2 separate regions of the Sus scrofa genome follow, and region 2 is linked to region 1. A link is a contact called in public HiChIP or PLAC-seq data. All regions are on one chromosome and are shown on one strand. The core of a region is the stretch at or near the end of the contact, and the rest is flanking DNA. Distances in the headings are between cores, read along the strand shown. Region 1 has its middle 12 kb from the start of SLA. Region 2 overlaps TG (thyroglobulin).

Region 1 (2,894 bases), core at 139-2,638:
ACCATCCACAGCCCAGGTGGTTGGGGTGGGTGATGGGCAAATACTCGCAGAGCCAGAGTCTCGGTCCCCCCCTCTGTAAGCCCTGCACGTGTGGCCTGGCACCTCTGCCACCCGCTACGTGTTCTCAGCCTTTGAGAACTGAGACAGGCAGCATCCCATTTTAACATCCTGCCATTGTCCTAATGCCTACTTTGCAGATTCGCCCTGCTGATGGAGGGTGCTGTGTCCATGAGCAGAAAAGAGTAAATTGCTGTCCACAAAGCCTGGAGAGTTAGCCATCAATTCAGGGCAACTACTACGGACAAGCCAGCCCGTGAGAAAGGCAGGGGTCGGGGATGGAGTTGGAGGGTCCAAGGGCCAGGCTGTCTTGGCTCTGCCCTGGAACAGTGCTCAGAAAAGTCTGACCGGGAGTTCCCGTCCTGGCTCAGTGAGTTAAGAACCTGACCAGTAGGAGTTCCCGCCGTGGCGCAGTGGTTAACGAATCCGACTAGGAACCATGAGGTTGCGGGTTCGGTCCCTGCCCTTGCTCAGTGGGTTAACGATCCGGCGTTGCCGTGAGCTGTGTTGTAGGTTGCAGACGCGGCTCGGATCCCGCGTTGCTGTGGCTCTGGCGTAGGCCGGTGGCTACGGCTCCGATTCGACCCCTAGCCTGGGAACCTCCATATGCCGCGGGAGCGGTCCAAAAAATAGCAAAAAGACAAAAAAAAAAAGTACCTGACCAGTATCCACAAGGACACAGGTTCGATCCCTGGCCTTGCTCAGTGGGTTAAGGATCGGGCATTGCTGTGAGCTGTGGTGTAGGTCGCAGACATAGCTTAGATCCTGTGTTTCTGTGGCTGTGGCGTAGGCCAGCAGCTGCATCTCTGATTTGACCCCTAGCCTGGGAACCTCCATATGCTGCAGGTGTGGCCCTAAAAAGACAAAAAAAAAAAAAAAAAAAAAGAGGGAAGAAGAGAGGGAGAGAGAGAGAAAGGAAAAGGGAAAAGCCTGGCTGCAGAGACCACAGTTAGACCCTTTGAGCTGGAGACCGTGAGCCCACATCACAGGAAAGAGCTGAGAGGCGTTTGCCTAGGAGCAATGGCCAGCCCTGCCCGGCTGCTCTCAGAACCCGCACCCAGCTCCCATTCTAGCACTTTCTCCTGCATAGAAGAGATGCCCCTGCAAGTCCCTGTCCATTACCAGATGGGCTAGGCCAGGACAGCCACAGAGACGTCACCAATTCCCCCCCACACTGCCCCCCGCCGCCTCAGCTGGGGGCAGGAAGGGCCCAGAACATGCAGTATCAAGGCAAGGGTCACCATGGAGTCAGGAGGTCAGGGGGCACCAGTGAGAGCCACAGTGCCCTCCGGGATCACTACGGCAGGATCCAGGAAAGGAAGTGAAGACACATTCACTGTGAACCCAGCGCTGGTCTGAGTCATCTTCCGGTTGAGCGGGTAGCGCTCAGGAAGGACAAGGAGATGAGGCAAGGAAATTTCTCAAAGGGAAGTTGTAACACAGCTGCGAGTCCCCTTCCTCCAAGACCCTGTGCAGAGACCCTGCAGTGTTGGGCACCCGGGGACTCCAGGATCCCCATTGGAGCTGGGAAGACAGGGACAGCTCCTCCTGGACCAGCCAAGGATGTCAGGCAATGGGTCCAAGAAAGGTCTGCCCAGTGCGTGACAGTCACCTGGCATGCCTCTTCCCAAACTTTTAAGAATACATAGGTCTCCAGGCTCCGAAATTTACATTTTCAAGTAAGCAATACCTGCGTGTAAGGGAGTTAGTTCCCTGATGGCCTAGAAGTTAAGGATTCGGCGTTGTCACTGCTGTGGCCTGGGTTCGAGCCCTAGCCCGAGAACTTCCACATGCCCAGGCTTAGCCAAAAAAACCAAAACTAAAACAAAACCAAAAAACCCTGTACTTGGAGTTCCCCTTGTGGCTCAGGGGGTTAAGAACTTGACTAGTATCGATGAGGATGCAGGTCTGATCCCTGGCCTCACTCAGTGGGTTAAGGATCTGTGCGTTGCTGTGAGCTGTGGTGTAGGTCACAGAGGCTGCTCAGAACTTGTTGCTGTGGCTGTGGCAGCTCCAATTCGACCCCTAGCCTGAGAACCTCCCTGTGCCGCAGGTGCAGCCCTAAAAAGACCCAAACCCTGTCCTTAAGGACTTAGCTCCCTTGGTCCTCCATCTGCCATAATCCCCCTTTCCCACCTTCTCACTGTTCTCATCTTGGTTCAGTCCCCCAGACCAAACCCTGAGACTCAGGACAGTGTGAATTTATTCTATTCGTGATCTATCAGCTTCATATGCTTGATTTCCTGCTGAGAACGAAGAAGACAACCTCCCTCCCCTCACGTAACTTCCAAAAGCTCAGTAACAGTGTAATTCGTATTTCTTCTCCTGGAATTCCACTTTCCCACACCCCCCAGCCTGCTCCTTAAATGCGAAGTGTGTCTGCACCCGGGGGCCTCTTCTTCTTTGCTCTCCTTGCTCTGAGATTCCTTTCATTCTGCAACCTCACCCAAGCCTCATACGCATTGTTCCCTAGGCGGTTCCACAGCGGAAAACCAGTTAACCTCCTGTTAAGGTTAAGACTGTATCTACATGGTGCACAGGCCAAGCTGAGAGCTAGAATGACGCGTCCTGTTCTCTCGGTCCATGATTCAGCCCCTGGGCATCTCAGGAGAGCTATTCCCAGCCTCAAAAGTAACTTCTCTTTTTTTGGTACTCCATCGGTTCCCCAAAGGAGTTTCTGTTTAAATCACAATATTATCGTATAGCTTCTTGTTTTATTTTACATTTATAATCTCTTTTTCCCTCTCTCTCCTCTTCCCTCCTCCCTTCCTTCTTCCATTTCCATCTGTCTGTCTTTCCTATCTTGAAGGTGTGTGTATGTTCTTACCTCACCCTTA
Region 2 (3,227 bases), core at 315-2,814, 100 kb before region 1:
CCAGACGCCCTGTCCCTTCCCCGGCCCTCCTCCCGCCGCTCAGCAGGCAGTGGAACGTCTAGCACATTCGAGAACCCCTCGGCCATGCCGACGCCCACGGCTGAGTCACGGCTGCCCTGATTACATTTACCGGGTGTCTGAAGCTGTTCTGAGTACCTTACATGTTTATCTTGTGATGTATTTGTCTGGGCACGTGTGTATTGAGGCCCTGGAGGCTTACACATGTGCTCAGCTCACATGGTCAGGAAAGAGCGGAGCTGGGATTCACCACCAGTCTCACCGTGCCCTGGGGACTCTAGGGCTGCATCAGAGCTCTCGGGGCAGGAAGAGCCATTTATTGGAGTGAGGGCTGCATAGATAACGATCTCTGCCTCCCCTTTAATGCCAGCAGCACTTGCAAACCCTGGCCTGCGCCCTGTCCGGAGCCCTTTCTCACCCTGGTTACTGCCTCCACCTTTCCCACCACCCCCAGGGCAGCACGGAGGCCTGGACCTGTTCCAGCGCCACTTGCCCGCCCACATGTCTTTCCCTCCATGTCCAGCTGGCACCTACTGCACCCACGGCGGTGGTAGGGCAGTCCCTCGTCAGGCAGCCGTGGCAGAGGACAGACACACCAGGCCAAGGGCTGGCTCTGCCCTTGACTGTCCATGTGACCTTGAACAAAACCCTTCCTTTCTCCAAGTCTCAGTTTTCTCCTCTGTAAAATGGGAATTTTTACCCAACTTCCAAAGTGACGGTGAGGCTCAACTGAGGTGCTCCGTGTGAAAGGGTATAGAGGCTGTGATGGGCTTTGCGAGTCAAGGTCAGGCACTGAACTTCGTGTCTGTTCTCATCTAAGACCTGGAGCGTGTCGCTTGCTGAGTATGGCTGGATGGGTAGGAGGTTGCATGGCCACAGTGATGGAGTCCTCTAGAATGTGGGTGAGCCGGGCAGGCATCCAGCATAGCGGAAGTCTGGGAAGGCTGGGGAATGCGGGCTGGGTGGGCCACGTGGCAGGAGGCCCTGAGTGTTATAGAAGATTCCAGGCCTGCATGAGGAACCTGGAACAGGCTGCGAGTTAAGGCGAAAGGCAGCCGAGTGCCAATGAGGGGAATGAGGGTGACGAACAGATTTCAGATTTTCCTTCAGGGGAGCGGAGGCCACTGCTGGAGCACCGCACGCTCTGCCTGCGTTTTCTTTCCCTTTTTTTGAACACACGACTGACAGTCTGTTAAGTCAGTAGCTCCTTTGGCCAAAGAGATGGTGTGAAACTCAGAATCCTCCCCGTGGCATTCGTTCAGGTGGAGCCTTCCACCGACATGGCTGACTCTCAGGCTTAGAGCATTTCCAGACAGAAGAGAGTGCATTTCCATATGTCATCCATCTGGGAGGGGGTGGGATCGTGATGTCATGGGCTGTCATCTTATTGAGAATTCTGTGGGCTTCTGGGAAGGCAGGCTCATTTTTGCTGCCGGCAGGGCAAGTGTCGGGGGAGGCAAAGGAAACATCCAGAACACCCAGTCCTTCTCACTCCTGACTTGCAACACTGCCTGTTCCTTAAAGCAAATTGTCAGCAAAGAGGGAAGGAAGGTTAGCAGCCCTCTTTCCTGGATTTCATCATTTCACCCTCAAGGCACAGATCAGCACCCCGTGGCCATTTCACTGATGAAACACCGAGGCTCAGGGAGGCTAAGGAACTTTGTGTCCACAGTTGTGAGCAGCTATAAGTGGCATCCTTGGTGTTCATTAAATCCCACTGATGAAACACTCAGAAGTATATTGCTGCCCCCCCCACCATGTTTAGGAACGCCCTTCATTCTTCTGTGTGGGATCAGCCTTTTAAATTCCTGTAGCCACAAGCAGCTTTGCTTTGCTTTGCTTGATTCCCTAGACCTCCTGGTATTTTCCACATTCCAGAGCTTTCACGTCTCTGCCTTCAGCCTCCCTGCAGTTCAGCCCCTAGGGGAGCCATCATTCAACATCATTCAGTCAAGAAACTAGAGGGTGGGGGGCACTGGGATACAAACACTGGCTTCCTGACAGCAGACACAGCCTACCACCCGCTGTTGGCACAGAGCATCCTGTATCCCATGGCAAGGCCCAGAGCAGAGGGATGGTACTCACAGCCTAAAGGAACGCTTAGGAGGGAGAAGAGAGCAGGGGCGATTCAGCTAAGCCCCCAGTAAACTTCTGACACAAGTACATCATCCCCTTCCCCCTTAAAAATCTACATAGGAGTTCCCACTGTGGCTCAGTGGGTTAAGGACCCGACATAGCCTCTGTGAGAATGTGGGCTCAATCCCTGGCCTTACTCAGAGGGTTAAGGATCCAGTGTTGCTGCAAGCTACAGTGTAGGTCACAGATGCAGTTCAGATCTGGCGTTGCTGTAGCTGTAGTGTAGGCTGGCAGCTGAAGCTCTGATTCGACCCCTAGCCTGGAAACTTCCATGCCACAGGTGCGGCCCTAAAAGGGAAAAAAAAATTTAATTGAAAAAATTTTTTAAAATAGAGAGAGAGTTTTTTTGTTTATTTGGTTTTTTTTGGCCTCACCCAAGGCATGTGGAAATCCCGTAGGCCAGGGATCAAACGCCAGCCACAACAGTGACAATGTCAAATCTCTAACTACTGGGCCACCAGGGAACTCCTATAATGGTTTTAAGTTTACAGAATAACTGAGCAGAAAGTCCGGAGTTCCCAAGTACGGCTTCTTGCCCTGCCTATTTCCCATCAGCACCCTGCCCCACTGCAGCACGGTCGTTACCCTTGCTGAGCCCGCAGTGATAGGTCATTATTGGCTAGAGCCCTGCTCTACAATGGGGCTCACTCTGTGTTGTACAAACGTGTCATGACCCGTGTCCGCCGTTCACGAGAATTGCTTCACCGCCTGCCCTGAAACTTCCCTGCGCTCCACCTCCTGGCCCCTCCCCCTTTCCATTTTAAATACTTGGAAAGTGCAGCTCAGGACACAGGTCTGGAAAAAGACAGGCGACTCCGAGCATCAGCCCCAGCCAGGTGTCCCACATGGCACACAGGCTTTGCACCGGGCAGAGCAGGGTCTGGGAGCGGCTCCTCGCTCTGTAGGGCCCAAGGGCGCTAGGCAGGTGGGATACAGAGTTCCCTCCCCCAGCATCACTGCACGCTGGGTGTTTGCGGCGGGGCTGAGAGAGGTGGGACCAGAGCACAGCCCTGAAGATAGGAATGGGGCTCGGCCAAGGGCAGACTGCAGGGCGTTGAGCACAGGTGATGAGC

What was found. HiChIP or PLAC-seq counts read pairs in DNA pulled down with a chosen protein or histone mark.
Region 2: a contact with region 1 is called in an H3K27ac HiChIP or PLAC-seq map of alveolar macrophages. The contact joins two enhancer-like sites. A contact is called at or near these places in 4 of 47 Hi-C or Micro-C datasets (blood, embryonic fibroblasts, heart right ventricle and 1 more) and 1 of 2 datasets of contacts at active chromatin or transcription factors (alveolar macrophages).

The regions. Positions count from the first base shown.
Region 1 is chr4:8,153,070-8,155,963 of Sscrofa11.1, reverse strand. No RefSeq gene overlaps it. Among named protein-coding and RNA genes, the nearest start is that of SLA, 12 kb to the left of the region's middle. Within about 2 kb of position 1,388, at least 14 of the 83 cell types and tissues checked have an H3K27ac peak or open chromatin away from gene starts, as enhancers often do. A contact at or near this core is called in alveolar macrophages, where this site is marked.
Region 2 is chr4:8,257,353-8,260,579 of Sscrofa11.1, reverse strand. All of the region lies in intron 39 of TG (thyroglobulin), which reads left to right. Among named protein-coding and RNA genes, the nearest start is that of MIR9795, 18 kb to the left of the region's middle. Within about 2 kb of position 1,564, at least 16 of the 83 cell types and tissues checked have an H3K27ac peak or open chromatin away from gene starts, as enhancers often do. A contact at or near this core is called in alveolar macrophages, where this site is marked.